Regions from separate parts of the Sus scrofa genome. Here region 1 is linked to region 2. A link is a contact called in public HiChIP or PLAC-seq data. All regions are on one chromosome and are shown on one strand. Each heading gives the region's core, a stretch centred on a gene start, on an enhancer-like site or on the middle of the called end of the contact. The rest is flanking DNA. Distances are from core to core; before and after follow the strand shown. Region 1 overlaps MTMR3 (myotubularin-related protein 3). Region 2 holds the start of NF2 (merlin).

Region 1 (6,758 bases), core at 3,442-5,941, 330 kb after region 2:
CATGGCTCTTTGCCCCAGAATACTTTAGTATGCTTTCCTAAGAATAGGGATATTTTCTTACATAACCATGATATCATTGTCACCTTCACAATTTTATACTCATAATGCTACTGATAATCATAATCCAATCTACTATCCATGTTCCAATTTTGTTGGTTGACCTAAAAATGCCCTTTGTAACATCTCACCTCATTGAGAACAAGATCCAGTCAAGGTCACATAGTTATATTTATTTACCATGATTCTCTAGCTGCCTTTAATCTGGAACATTTTCTATCACCTTTCTATGTGTTTTGACATTCACAATTTTGAAGAAAAAAATATTTTATTATAACAGTGTTTCCTATTATATGTCCATTGTTTCCTCATGATTAAATTGAGGTTGTGCATTCTTAGTGGGAGTACTGTATATATGAGTTGTGTCCTTCTTAGGATATTGTATTACAACTGGAGACAGTGTCCATCTCTTCCTTATTGGTGATGTTAATTTTGATCACTCTTGTCGAGGAGTCACCAGTTTTGTGTGTCATTTCTATATTTTCTCTCTTGCAATTAATAAACAGTCTGGGAGGCACTTTTAAGATGCTACAATGTATTGCTTCTCATCAGATTTCTCCAATATTGACTTTATCTGATCTCATCTTTACTATAATGGATGAAAAGTGCTGCCTAAAATGTATTTTAAACTTAGTAGCTCTAGCAGTTTTTAATTCCCCAAGTGTTTGCTTTGTTTATTTGACCTATTCTAGAGTACCAGTAACCATGGTGTCTGGGCACATTGATGAGCCATACTGATTGGGACAAGGTTTTAAGATAAATATTTAAGTTGCTTTTTAGCTGTTGAGATTTGGCTCGCTTTTGATAGATACTGGTTATATCAGTTTAAAAAGCTTACTTATTAATTATTCAATTTTTGCATTTGAAAAGATAGAGTATTTTTTACACTAATTATTTTAACTGAGTTAGATATATGGAAAATTGCACTTGATAATAGAATTAATTAGTTCTCTACATGGTTTTAGCTGAAAATTTCAGTGTATCTTATTTTTGATCTGAAGTTGCTGATTTATTCTAATTGCATAAGATAAATTTTGAAATTATTCCCCAATTGGCCAAAAGTAGTACTGTGCTCCATTTCTGACCTTGGCATAATATGTTATACCAAGAAAAAAACAACTTCTTTAAACATACATATATATATATGTATATTTTAATTTAATTAATTTATTTATTTATTGGGGGGGTCTTTTTAGGGCCGCACTCACGGCATATGGAGGTTCCCAAGCTAGGAGTCAAATTGGAACTGTAGCTTCTGGCTTACGCAACAGCCCAGCAACCCGGGATCCAAGCCGTGTCTGTGACCTACACCACAGCTCACAGCAATGCCGGATGCTTAATCCACTTGAGCAAGGCCAGGGATCGAACCTGCATCCTCATGGATACTAGTCGGGTTTGTTAACCACTGACAGGAACTCCCATATTTTTTGAGAAGGCCCACTGTTAAGCTTTGGTGGAGGAAGTAGAATAAAACCCCATTCCTGGAAGAGAATGACTGCCATTTTTCTGTATTAGTTGTCATTCATCAAACTCAGAAGAGATTTTGTTAGTTTTAAAAAAATTTTTCCATATGTCCTGCCTTCTTTTTTGACATTTCGCACCATTGGCTAAAATTTGGGGGGCATGTTGTTATTATATATCATGAATAGGCCACCTGTAATGCTCTTTTGACTGTAGTTATCACCTCACTGTGAGTAAGCACTCTTGAAATGGTGGCATCCTTTAGGTTTCATTGTTCAATTGTCTTTTGATTACATTTTTACTTGTTTGGCTTTACAAAGGTGTCAGTTCTCAACCTTTGAGCAGTGTCAAGAGTGGCTTAAGAGACTGAACAATGCAATCCGACCACCTGCTAAAATAGAAGATCTCTTCTCATTTGCATACCATGCTTGGTGTATGGAAGTCTACGCCAGTGAAAAAGAGCAACATGGGGACCTGTGCAGACCAGGTAGGCCTCTCTAAAATGTGCAAACAGCGGCTTTATTAAATTACTGCTTGAGGAGATACCCTTAATGTGAAATGGGACTCCTAGGTATTCAAGTATTTAAGTAATGTACTTTTTATGGAGCACCTAGCATGTGCCTATCGTTTTTGTAAGCTCAATAGAAGATGTTCCTGACTTTTAGGGGAAGGAAAAATCACTAGACTTGGCATCTCAATTTAGTGGGCCTGACTAAAAACAACTAGAATACGGTTTGATGGGTGTTACAGAAGCCCAGTGGAAGGAAGCCACAAGCGTTGTATACATGTTTGTGAAAACTTCAGCTTAGGAGGTGGCTCTTGAGTAGGCCTGGAAGGTTGAGTATGAGTTCACTGATTACAGAATGGGGAAAAGGACTTTAGACAGAGCAAGTAGCATGAATAAAGGTACAGATGTGTGAGGTTAGACCACAGAATAATGGATTACAATATGGCCTTTCTATCTTTGAATTTTCAAGTCATAGATTACCTTTTTTCCACCCCTTTCATCTCATAGATGATGAAACAGAGGTCGAGAGGCCAAGTGACTTTCCTCAGGACAAATAAAGAGGTTGAGCCTATATTGGAGCCCAGGCTTCCTGACTCCTCCTGAAATCCTTGTCACACTCACTTTCTTGCTCCCTTAAAAATGGCTTTGACTAAGTTCATATTGTTTTTCTCTGTGTAGTTTCTATAAATCTTATGCTGCCATAAATAGAGCTTTGCTGGTCCAGCAGTGAATCTTGAATGTGTCCGGCTTGGAAGCAGCATCTTGAATTCCTAAACAGTGAAACATTGTGAGCTTCCTTCCAATAAAGTTTACTCTGGGGACTTTTTCCTTTATCCTCAATTTTCAGTCCTGAACCTTTAGTCTTAACAGTTCTGCTGTGGGTTATTTTAAATGCTGAAGGCTAATCTAGCTACTTTTGTATCATTTTGTTTCCTGGCTCCATTCCTGATTGAAGCTTTTTGGTTCATATATTTAATTAAAATATAGCAAACATTACACAGCATATTTTTAAAGATGCTTTAATACATACTTTTGTTGGACCCTCATGACCTTGTCAAACAGGCACGATAGGCTGGTGTTTCTATTTTGGGAGCCAAAGAAATGGAGACTCAAAGGTAAAGGTTTTTTGCCAAGTCTCACTGCTAGGCAGTGACAAAGCCAGGATTTAAACCCCATTCTCAGCTGTTGGGAGCTGACTGAGTGGGGTGCTGTGGATACAGAGATGGAAAACAGAGGTACCTGGCCCTTCTGGATCCTTAGGGAAAGTCAGGAATTCAAGCTTCCCACAAGCCTGATTGGCTGGTGGAACCCACAGTTGTTCACAGGAGTCATCCATGCCAACCTTGGAAGGTGATGAGAATGTGTCTAAACTGTTCCTCACTTCAGTCACCCATTGAATCTTTCTTTTTCCTTTTTTGTATGAGATACCACTGTTTTTTGCTTGTTTATAGCTCTTTTCAAGTTTTTTGAGTGTATAAAAAAGTAATATTTACGTACAATGAAATGCACAAATCTTACAAGCATATTTGCTGAATTTTTAACCATGAACATCTTATTTATTAGATTTTTAGTTTCTCCCATTTTCTAGGATAATGAAGTTAGCGACTGTATTTTGCTGTCTTAACATATGTTATTTGGGAACTTTGATTTGTTTAAGACTTTTAACTCCAAAAGGTGTTCACTAGTTTAGGGTTGCTAGTGTTTAGTTAAGGCTTGAATTTCTCCTTACCTGTTAACTCCCACAACCACTGAAAATTCAGACTGAAATTCCTCATCTCTTTAGATGATTCCTTATTTCCTTGATACTTTTAGTTTCTTTTAGGATTTGAGCCAACTCTTAGGATGTTCCTAAGATGTGTGCCGGGTCAGAATTTAACTCCTATCGATTAATTATAGATGGCTTTGTCCTGAGCTGAGATAACTTTGGTCCCCAGACCTTTCCCTTCTTAAAGATATCTGGTATTTTACCAAGACACACAGATATCCATAGTTTCCTGTCTTTTCATGGATTTGTGATGGATGGAAGCATTTGGGGTGTAAAATACTGATCTAGGAACTGGAAAACCTGAATTCAAATTTGTATATTGCCATTTAATTGAAAATATTCCTGGACAAGGCATTTATCCTCCCTGTACTTTAGTTTTTTTTGATCTTCAGAGTGGAATATTTTTGTTCTTCCTGCCCAAGCTGATGTGGGTATCTTGAAGATCAAATCTGTTAATGCTGGAGAGTTTAACTCATAAATGTTTCAGTGCCTTCTATGTGCCATGCTTGTGAACATTCATTTTGGAAATTATGAACATACAAGATGATGTCATTGTAACTGATTAGAACTTACTCTGAGTAAAGGTTGTATTTTGTTTCTTTTCAATATATATACCACACTGAATTTAACCTGGTACAACTCACATTCACTCTTATTGTACTTCAGTGACTTGGTTTGGGAGTGTGTATATGTACAGCTTTTGCCTTTTATGTATTTTCACTATGGAGTACAAAGGAAAACATTCTTAAAAAATACTGTGGTGGCATTTTGAAAGCAAGTCAACCTGGTTCTTCTGTCTCCACCCAATATTGTTGAGTGTTGGTGGCGGCTACAGCGTTACTCACCAATAATGAGCAGGCCAGACAACCACATTCTTACAAATCATCTTTCGGTGAGACAGCACTTGAGATATTTCAAAGTCATACTGTTGTATAATCTGCCTCAACACATGAGATCATAAGCATAGACTCTCATGGGTGGAAGTTCATTTAGTCTTTCAGAATTTAATGAAACCTTTTATGGATTCTTTTCTGCCTAGCCTGTTGAGAGCAGAATGTGTCAGAGAGGGGGAAAATGGGAAAATTACATCATTATCTTGTATTCATGTAAATCTTAGTTTCTGGCTGTTGACCCTGTCATAGTTAAGCCAACCATACTGTGGTCATAGCTCTTGGTCTTAATCTCCTTTGAAAGAAGTTTCTACATTGTTGTTGGAGTTATTGTTAAACTGTTGACTCTTTTATCTTTCTCTCAAACTCTTAAAAAGAATGGACTAAAGCTTAAAGCTTCTCTCCTATATGCTCGGCGTCCTTCTCATTTTAGCTGATTTCTTGGTGATTGGTCTGTACTTAAGCATTAATTTGGAGGTCTGACTGATAACTGGGAAATTCAGTTACTAGTTTAGAGAGGTTCAGACCCACTTCTCCTGTGACATGCCCAGTAAACACATCTTGCTTAACCATGAAGAGCATATGACTCTGGGTCTTATACTGTTGTGCAGCTGCCTGTTTAGTATAAAGTAAAGGCCCTTGCCACAGAGTCTGTTTTGTGAGTTTGAATGCAGTCCAGTAAATATACATCTAGATGACTGCACTGGGACCTTTGTTCATAGAAAAGAATGATTCTTCTCTGTATTTGAAAATCTGGGAGAGCTACTTCTCACCTTCTTTGGTACTATCTTTCTTCACATCCTGGTTAAGGGCCTGGCTCTTCAATCTGAGGCCTTTAAGCTGTATATAACTGAAGGCTTGAATACTCAGAACAACCCAGTGAGCTGGACTTTTGGGGGCAGAATTATTTTAGATTGCTGATTGACACTGTGGTTATGATAGAGCGACTTATTTCTTTAGAGCTTTCATTCCCATTGAAATAAGAATTGCTGGACTGTGTTTGTATTTGTAGTATAAGAATCACAATGTTGGAGTTCCCACTGTAGCTCAATAGGTTAAGGATCTGACATTGTCTGTGAGGATGTGGGTTCGATCCCTGGCCTTACTCAGTGGGTTAAGAATCTGGTGTTGCCACAAGCTGCCGTATAGGTTGGAGATGCAACTTGCATCTGGTGTTGCTCTGGCGTAGGCCACAGTTACGGCTTCAATTTGACCCCTGGCCCAGGAACTTCCATATGCTTCAGGTGTGGCAGTAGAAAGAAGAAAAAGCAAAAGAAATACAGTGTTAGAAGGGAACAAATCCTCATTTAGGGTTGGGGGAGGCACACAGGAAGGACTGAAAAGGAAACATAAAGCCAAACAAAACTTATGACCCTAATATTTAAAATAAAGTGAGATACTACAGCATATCTAATATTGAATCAGTGGAGACATGAGAATTCCGAAAGGAGAATTTCTTAAGGAAATCTAGCAATATATGTCCTTGGTATGCACTTTTCTGCAGAATAAACACAAGTGAACTTCTAACATATTTTGGCAAAAGCCAGCTGAATTTCTCATGTATGTAAGACCTAATGCTAAATTTGTTTTCTTATTGGCCACGTCTGTGGCTTGCAGAAGTTCCCAGGTCAGGGTTTGAACCTGTACCACAGCAGTGACAATGCCAGATCCTTAACCTGATGCATCACGAAAGAATTCTGAGCTGCTAATTTTTTTTCAAGCAGTGGTTTTCAAATTGGAGGTTGTGATCCATCAGTGGGTCATAAAATCAAAGTTTTAAAAAATGAAATATGAAATGAAACATTTAGAATAGAAAATATCTGGAGTTCTCGTCGTGGCTCAGTGGAAACGAATCTGACTAGCATCCATGAGGACGCAGGTTCAATCCCTGGCCTCACTCAGTGGGTTAAGGATCTGGCATTGCCATGAGCCATGGTGCAGATTGCAGACGTGGCTTGGATCCCTCATGGCTGTGATGTAGGCCAGCATCTATAGCTCCAATTCAACCCCCAGCCTGGGAAACTCCATGTGCTGCGGGTGCGGCCCTAAAAAGACCAAAAAAAAAAAAAAAAAAAGA
Region 2 (7,137 bases), core at 4,591-7,090:
AACTAAAAATCTGGTTAACCTAAGTGTTTGCTTGAGTTCTGTGAGCCAGTCTAGCAAATTCTCTAACCCAGGGAGGAGGTCACAGGGTCCCCGATTTATAACCTGTCAGTCAGAAGTTTAGATTACAACCTGGACTTCCCATTGGCACCTGAAACCCGGGGCGGGAGCCGGGGGCAGTCTTGTGGAACTAAGCAGTAATCTGTGGGGTCTGTACTAACTCTAGTTAGTGTCAGAATTGAATTGAATTATAGGACATGCAGCTGGTGTCCCAGAGAATTGCTTGGTGTGGAAAACCAGGCATGTGGTGTCAGAAGTATTGTGAGTGTGAAAGTAAAGGAGAAACACAGGAGTGTTTTCCCATATGTGTCCCATAAAAAAAAAGATACTGAGGAGCTCCCATTGTGGCGCAGTGGTTAATGGATCTGACTAGGAACCATGAGGTCTCAGGTTCAATCTCTGCCTCCCTCAGGTGGGTTAAGGATCAGGGGTTGCTGTGGGCTGTGGTGTAGGTTGCAGACGCGGCTCAGATCTGGTGTTGCTGTGTCTCTGGCGTAGGCCGGCGGCTACAGGTCTGATTAGACCCCTAGCCTGGGAACCTCCATAGGCTGAGGGAAGCAGCCCTAGAAAAGGCAAAAAAACAAAAACAAAAAAAGATACTGAGGTCGTAAGCCCACACCTCAGAATGTGACCTTATTTGGAAATAGGGTCTTTACAGAGGTAACCAAGTTAAAATGAGGTCATTGGGGTGGGCTCTAACCCAACATAAGTGATGTCCTCATAAAAAGGGGAATCTTCTCTTTCCCTGCCACCACCGAGTCCTGCGGAGACAGAGGCTTAGGTGCACTCAAAATTTGGCTCCGCCCCTAACCCACGGACCTGGCTGAGGAAGGCATTGCTGCTGGAGGTGTAATGGACATTAATACTGCTCTACAAGAGGTGCTGAAGACCGGCCTCATCCATGATGGCCTAGCCCGTGGAATTCACCAAGCTGCCAAAACCTTAGACAAACGCCAAGCCCGTCTTTGTGTGCTTCCATCAACTGTGATGAGCTCATGCCCTTTGTGCTGAGCACCAGATCAACCTAATTATGGCGATGACAACAAGCAACTAGGGGAATGGGTAGGCCTCTGTAAAACTGACAGACAGGGAAAACCCTGTAAAGTGGTTGGTTGCAGTAGTGTGGTGGTGAAGGACTATGGCGAAGACTCTCAGGCCAAGGATGTCATTGAGGAGGACTTCGAATGCAAGAAATGGTCAAATAAAAAAACTGGTTCTTAAAAGGGGGGGGGGGGACTCTTGGGAATTCCCTGGTGGCTCAGTGGGTTAAGAATCGGTGTAGTCACTACTATGGCACAGTTCAATCCCTGGGCGGGGAACTTTTGCTTGCCCCAGGTGTGGCCAAAAAAAAGGAGGGCAGGGGAAAATTGGACACATAGACAGCCATGCACAGAGGGAAAAGGATGCACAGAGACACAGGGAGAACACCATGGGAAGATTGGAGTGATGCAGCCACAAGCCATCGAACTTCTAGGGGTTCCAGAAGTTTCAAGAGGTAAGGAAAGATCCCCCAGTACAGGTTAGAGGGAGCAGCGCCCTGTGACACCTTGATCTCAGACTCCTGGCCTCCAGAGCTGGGAGATAGCACATTTCCGTTGTTCTGAGCCACTCAGTTCTTATGATGACTTTGTTACTCCAGCCTTGGAAACAAGTATCTACCTCAGCAAGGAGCACAGAAAAGAGCAGAAAATTGCCAATTAGGCATGGGCATGAATTTTAGGCCAGAAAATAGTCATGTTTCAGTGCTTGCTGTAGACGAGGCCTCATGTAACCTGCAGCACACCATCCATGGAAGACTAAGGGCCCACAGCCAGAGATCCAGGCTCTAATTCTATTAGGCTGTGTAGTCTTTGGCCAGTAACTTAGCTTGGGCATCTCAGTTTTCCTAACTGTCAAATGGGCATAATAACCTACTGAATCATGAGAATTAAATGCAAATATATACATATGAAAATGAGCACTGGGGAGTTCCTGCCGTGGCTCAGCAGTTAACAAACCAGATAAGCATCCATGAGGACACAGGTTCGATCCCTGGCCTCCCTCAGTGGGTTAAGGATCTGGCATTCCTGTGAGCTGTGGTGTAGGTCCCAGACAGGGTGGCTTGGATTCCAAGTTGTGTGGCTCAGGTGTAGGCCGGTGACTATAGCTCCGATTCAACCCCTAGCCTGAGAATCTCCATATGCCACAGGTGTGGCCCTAAAAAGACGAAAAGAAAAGAAAATGAGCATGGAGTTAACATGTGCTCTGAGGCTTTGCTATTTGCAATCCCATTTCCTATTCTCCCCACTTTAGCTGATGATGAAATGGAGGTCCAAAAATGATAAAAACCTTTTCAAAGTTACACAGCACCTTAGACACAGAGGATGCTATATAAATATTAATTCCTATTTAAGGAGTTCCCCTTGTGGCTCAACAGGTTAAGGACCTGGCCCTGTCTCTGTGAGGATGCGGTTTCGATTCTTGGCCTCCCTCAGTGGGTTAAGGATCCAGCAATGCTGCAAGCTGCAGCATAGGTCACAGAGGCAGCTCAGATCCGGTGTTGCTGTGACTGCAGCTGAGGTCGCAGGTGCGGCTGGGATTCAACCCCTGGCCGAGGAACTGTGTGCTGCAGGTGCCATAAAAAGGAGTTCCTGCTGTGGCTCAGTGGAAAGGAATCTGACTAGCATCCATGAGGACGCAGGTTTGATCCCTGGCCTTGCTCAGTGGGTTAAGGATCCGGCGTTGTCATGAGCTGTGCTATAGGTCGCAGACGTGGCTCGGATCTGATGTTGCTGTGGCTGTGGCATAGGCTGGTGGCTACAGCTCAGATTAGACCCCTAGCCTGGGAACCTCCATATGCCATGGGTGTGGCCCTAAAAAAAGACAAAAAAAAGTAAAAAAAAAAAAACCATTTAAGAGGAGCTCTTGAACATGTCATATCATTTATTATTATGCCCATTTTTACAGATGAGGTAACTGAGGCTTGGAGAAGTTAAGTTATGCCCAAAGTCACAGAAAAGTAGAAGTTCTCTACTCGGGTATGCCTGCCTCCAACACTGCAAGTGACAGCCTAGGCAAATTCAAGGATCTTCAATCCCAGGCCTGAAGGGAGGAAGGTAAGTGCCAGTGATTTCTTAAGGTCTTATAGGTTCTTACTCATCATTCATCAGGTAGCAGCTGCCTTCATCCAGGCTCAGTGCTTCAGGATAGCACCTTGGAGCATCCTAGCCTTGACCTCAGAAGGTGTAGGCCCCAGGTCACACATCACTGACCTTCTCAAGGAGGGGACAGAGGCATCCCCTGGTTTTGTCCTCAAAATCTCCAGACATTGTCAAATGCACCCCGGTGGGAAAGGATGTCACTTTGAGAACCACTGATCTGGTAGAATGCTGGAACAAATCATGTCAGGTGAGATCGGGATGAAAACAGTCTTGGATACAAACTGCGACTCTACCAATTATGACACTGGGTGAATTACTTAGTTTCAGCCTTATCCGGTTTCCCCATGTATAAACTAGGGATATATATCTACTGAATAGGGTTTTGATAAAGAGCAAAATAGGTAAAGCATGCAAAGCACTTTGCAGAGTACCTTATATGGTAAGCACTTAATATTTTGTGACTATTAACATTGTTCCCATAGTTGAGACCATAAGTATTTCCTCATGCCCTTCACTTATTCATGCAACAAATATTTATTAACTGGTGTCTGTGTGCCAGTTCTTTCTTAGCGAGCCCTATATGAATTTTTCCTTCTCAGAACCTTCTCTGGTACATACCATTTATTACCATCTCTATTTATTCCTTGTGAATGGCACTTTTAATGACAGCATAGTATTCCATCACATCTATTTTGATTCCTGGCCCTGGCCTTGCTTCTGAGATCTAGAACCGTACATCTACCCAGATGTCTCCCTAGGAATGCTAAATTTCAGCCAATCAGGCCAGTGCCTAGCACCCAGGGAGCCTTCCATAAAAACAAGCTATCAGTGTTATTTTCAGCCCCTGCTGCGTGATTCACTCCTCAGTGGCCCAGAGTCACTTATGTCACTTATTTTCTGTCAGCAGCTTTGTCCCTCAGTTAAAGCTGTGATTTGTTGTCCCTGTGGGGAGCCCATAGGAAATCTAGCCTGGTTTTCCCACCTGCAGGGAAGAAGAGAAGCAATGAAAATAAAGACACTCCCACGATAAGCCCACAGTGCCCTAAACAATCAGTTTGGTGGGGAGAATTTGCTAGCAGTAGGCAGGGCATAAAGTTCTCCCATGGCAGCCTGGCTGGGTGTGCCAGCAAATGTTACTGGAGCCTGGCTGGTGCTTCACAGGCACTGTGGTGGCCTATGGGGAAGAGTAATTTATGCTCTTAATAGAGTTATAGCATCAGTGTCTGCTGAGGGCTCCAGAACTGTAGTTCAGGGTCTTGGGGCTGTAACCAGGAGGAGCAATTCAGAAGCCACCACCAGGGAAGGAGAGCAGAGTAGAGGTAATACGAGCAGTCTCTGGGTGGAACAGACCTGGGTTTGAGTTCCAGCTTTGCCTCTCAGCAGTTAGATGCTAGCCAGCAAGTAGCTCCGTCATGCTGAGCTTTTTCTTCACCTGTAGAGTGGGGGTGGGGGTGATAATGATAGTTAATACCTGTGCAACGCTTAACCTTCAACCACTCAGCTAGGCAACCACTAAGAATTAACTTAAAATTTGGATTAAAAGAGAAACAGAAACACACACACACACACACACACACACACGAGTTCCAGTTGTGGCTCAGCAACTAGTATCCAAAGAGGACTCGGATTCAATCCCTGGCCTCCCTCAGTGGTTTAAGGATCCCGCATTGCCCTGAGCTGTGATGTAGGTCGCAGATGCGGCTCAGATCTGGCATTGCTGTGGCTGTGGTGTAGACTGGAAGCTGCAGCTCCAGTTGGACCTCTATCCCAGGCGCTTCCATATGCCCCAGGTGTGGCCCTAAAGAACCACAACAAAAACACAGAAAGTTATACTCCCCTACCTCTCTCTCACACACATTCACTGTAACCCTTGAGGAAGTTTAAACAAAAATCATGTATATGATCTGAAACTGGAAATCACACAGAACACAACATAAAAACTGCTTTCATTTTTCTAGTTTTTTAAATCTACAGAAAGAATAATTTCATAAGATTCAACGTAGTATGACCAGTCACTTATCTAAAGCTTTATATGGATGATCTCGCTTAAATTCCTCAACAACTCCATGAGACAGATGCAATTATTACCCCCTCCCGCGGTAACAACTAGAATTTCTCCTCAACAGAAGCTGAAGGACTTGGCGGAAACTGCCCGCTACCAAGCGGCCTCAAGTGATTTGAAAGTTTAAGAAAAACCAAGTCAGTACATGTAATACATGCAATTAAGTGCTAAACAGGATTGGCCGCTCGGCGTTCGAAACGCAGTCTCCTGGGGCGCCACACTCGGCGCAGACCTGGTCCGAAGGGCAGTCCCTTGCTGAACTGAGGAGTGACTCATCTCCCGCGCCCCGGGAGCAGCCTCTTCTTGTTTTCCTGGGAAAGGCGCGCCGGGCTCCCCGCGTCAACCAGTCTTGCTAGAGTAGGCGTACCCCTACGAACAAAAGCGTTCGGAGTGACGCTGCCTTAGCCACTCAACGTCGAGGGTAATCCCGCGCCTCCAATTAGATCTGAACTTCCAATTGGTAAAGTCCTACTGAAGAAGGTGGGACAGCGGGAGAAAGTCCCGCCTCCCTCAGAGTTCTCAGCCAATCGTGGTGTCTAGGCTGCAGCCGCCGAGTTAGGTTGCGTTGCGTGTAGCGCTCTGAAGGGCCTGAGGGCGGGGCAGGGAGCAGGCCGGGGGATGCGGGGAGGGGACGCTTCCCGCGGGTGCGCGGAGCTAGGACGGTGACAGCCACGCGCGCACGTGCGCGCCTGGCTGGAGAGCGGCCCCTGAGACCTCTGTTGGCCGCTGAGAGGCGCGCAGGGTCTGGGCAGCCGCCGTCTAGGGCCCCCGTCCCTGGGCGTCCCCAACGTCCCCAGCCCGAGTCCCGGCGAGAGCCGGGCGGTGCCCGCCTTGTCTGTCCCTGATCGCGATCTCTCCCCGCGGCCATCAGGGCCCGCCCCCCAACTCCCCTTTCCGTTCCCAGGGCACGGTCCTCGCGGCCCATGCTGGCCGCTGGGGGCCCGCGCCGCTCAGACAGCTCCCGGGCCGGCCGGCCGGCCACCATGGTGGCCCTGAGGCCTGTGCGGCTTCTCCAGGGAGGCTAAAAGGTCCAGAGTGCAGGCCCCGGGGCCCCAGGTTCCCGGGCCTGAGCCCCACGCCATGGCCGGGGCCATCGCTTCCCGAATGAGCTTCAGCTCTCTCAAGAGGAAGCAGCCCAAGACGTTCACCGTGCGGATCGTCACTATGGACGCGGAGATGGAGTTCAATTGCGAGGTAACCGGCCGGCAGCCCCTACGGGCTGCAGCGAAGGGAGGCCTGGCGGGATCGGGCCCTGGTGCGGATCTGGCACCGACCTGGGCGCCCTTGCCGCGGTGACAGTTGAGGTGGAAGCTTCGGGATTCTGTTTATATCATCTCTGGGCAAAGACTGAGAGGGTCAGAACCGGAAGGAGCCATCTAGGCCCAAATCGTCATGTTAAAGATAATCGCTGCTTTTTTCAATGGGACTTTTGGGTTTGGAAGTGCTTCCTGAAGGTTTTCATTCATTGTTATTCCAAGAGTCTGAAAACATCCGTGGTAGCGAAATTTAATTTTCAGTGTCAGGCTTTAACTTCAGCTTTATAGAGTTTTTAACTTTATTCGATTATATTATGTACCCCAGCTATTAAAAGTTGCATCTCATTTTATTGCACAGTCTACAGTAGTTGTTTCCCTTTTTCACAGCTTAAATTTTCTGGAAAAAACTCTTCGAGGAAAAAGATGATATCCTAAACTTTCCCTACAGTTTGTATCACAATGATAAGTTATCCTTTATTGAATACGTCCTAAGTGTCAGACATTCATACACTTACCTCTCAAAACAACTCATTTAGGTGGGTACCCCAAACCATATATCCAGTAAATGGTGAAGGAGCGTTTTGATTCGAGCCAATACAGTACTGCTCTCAAGTAATTTTAT

Evidence for each region. HiChIP or PLAC-seq counts read pairs in DNA pulled down with a chosen protein or histone mark.
Region 1: a contact with region 2 is called in an H3K27ac HiChIP or PLAC-seq map of alveolar macrophages. The contact joins the enhancer-like site here to the promoter of NF2 in region 2. A contact is called at or near these places in 1 of 5 promoter capture datasets (liver), 6 of 47 Hi-C or Micro-C datasets (fetal heart ventricle, fetal skeletal muscle, liver and 2 more) and 2 of 2 datasets of contacts at active chromatin or transcription factors (alveolar macrophages and skeletal muscle).

What each region holds. Positions count from the first base shown.
Region 1 is chr14:46,983,305-46,990,062 of Sscrofa11.1, forward strand. MTMR3 (myotubularin-related protein 3) reads left to right here. Exons shown (of 20, transcript XM_001926519.6): 7 at 1,839-2,005. Among named protein-coding and RNA genes, the nearest start is that of MTMR3, 110 kb to the left of the region's middle. Within about 2 kb of position 4,692, at least 4 of the 83 cell types and tissues checked have an H3K27ac peak or open chromatin away from gene starts, as enhancers often do. A contact at or near this core is called in alveolar macrophages, where this site is marked.
Region 2 is chr14:46,648,029-46,655,165 of Sscrofa11.1, forward strand. NF2 (merlin) reads left to right here and starts at 5,841. Exons shown (of 16, transcript XM_003483446.4): 1 at 5,841-6,453. The coding sequence starts at 6,340. It also overlaps the pseudogene LOC106505963.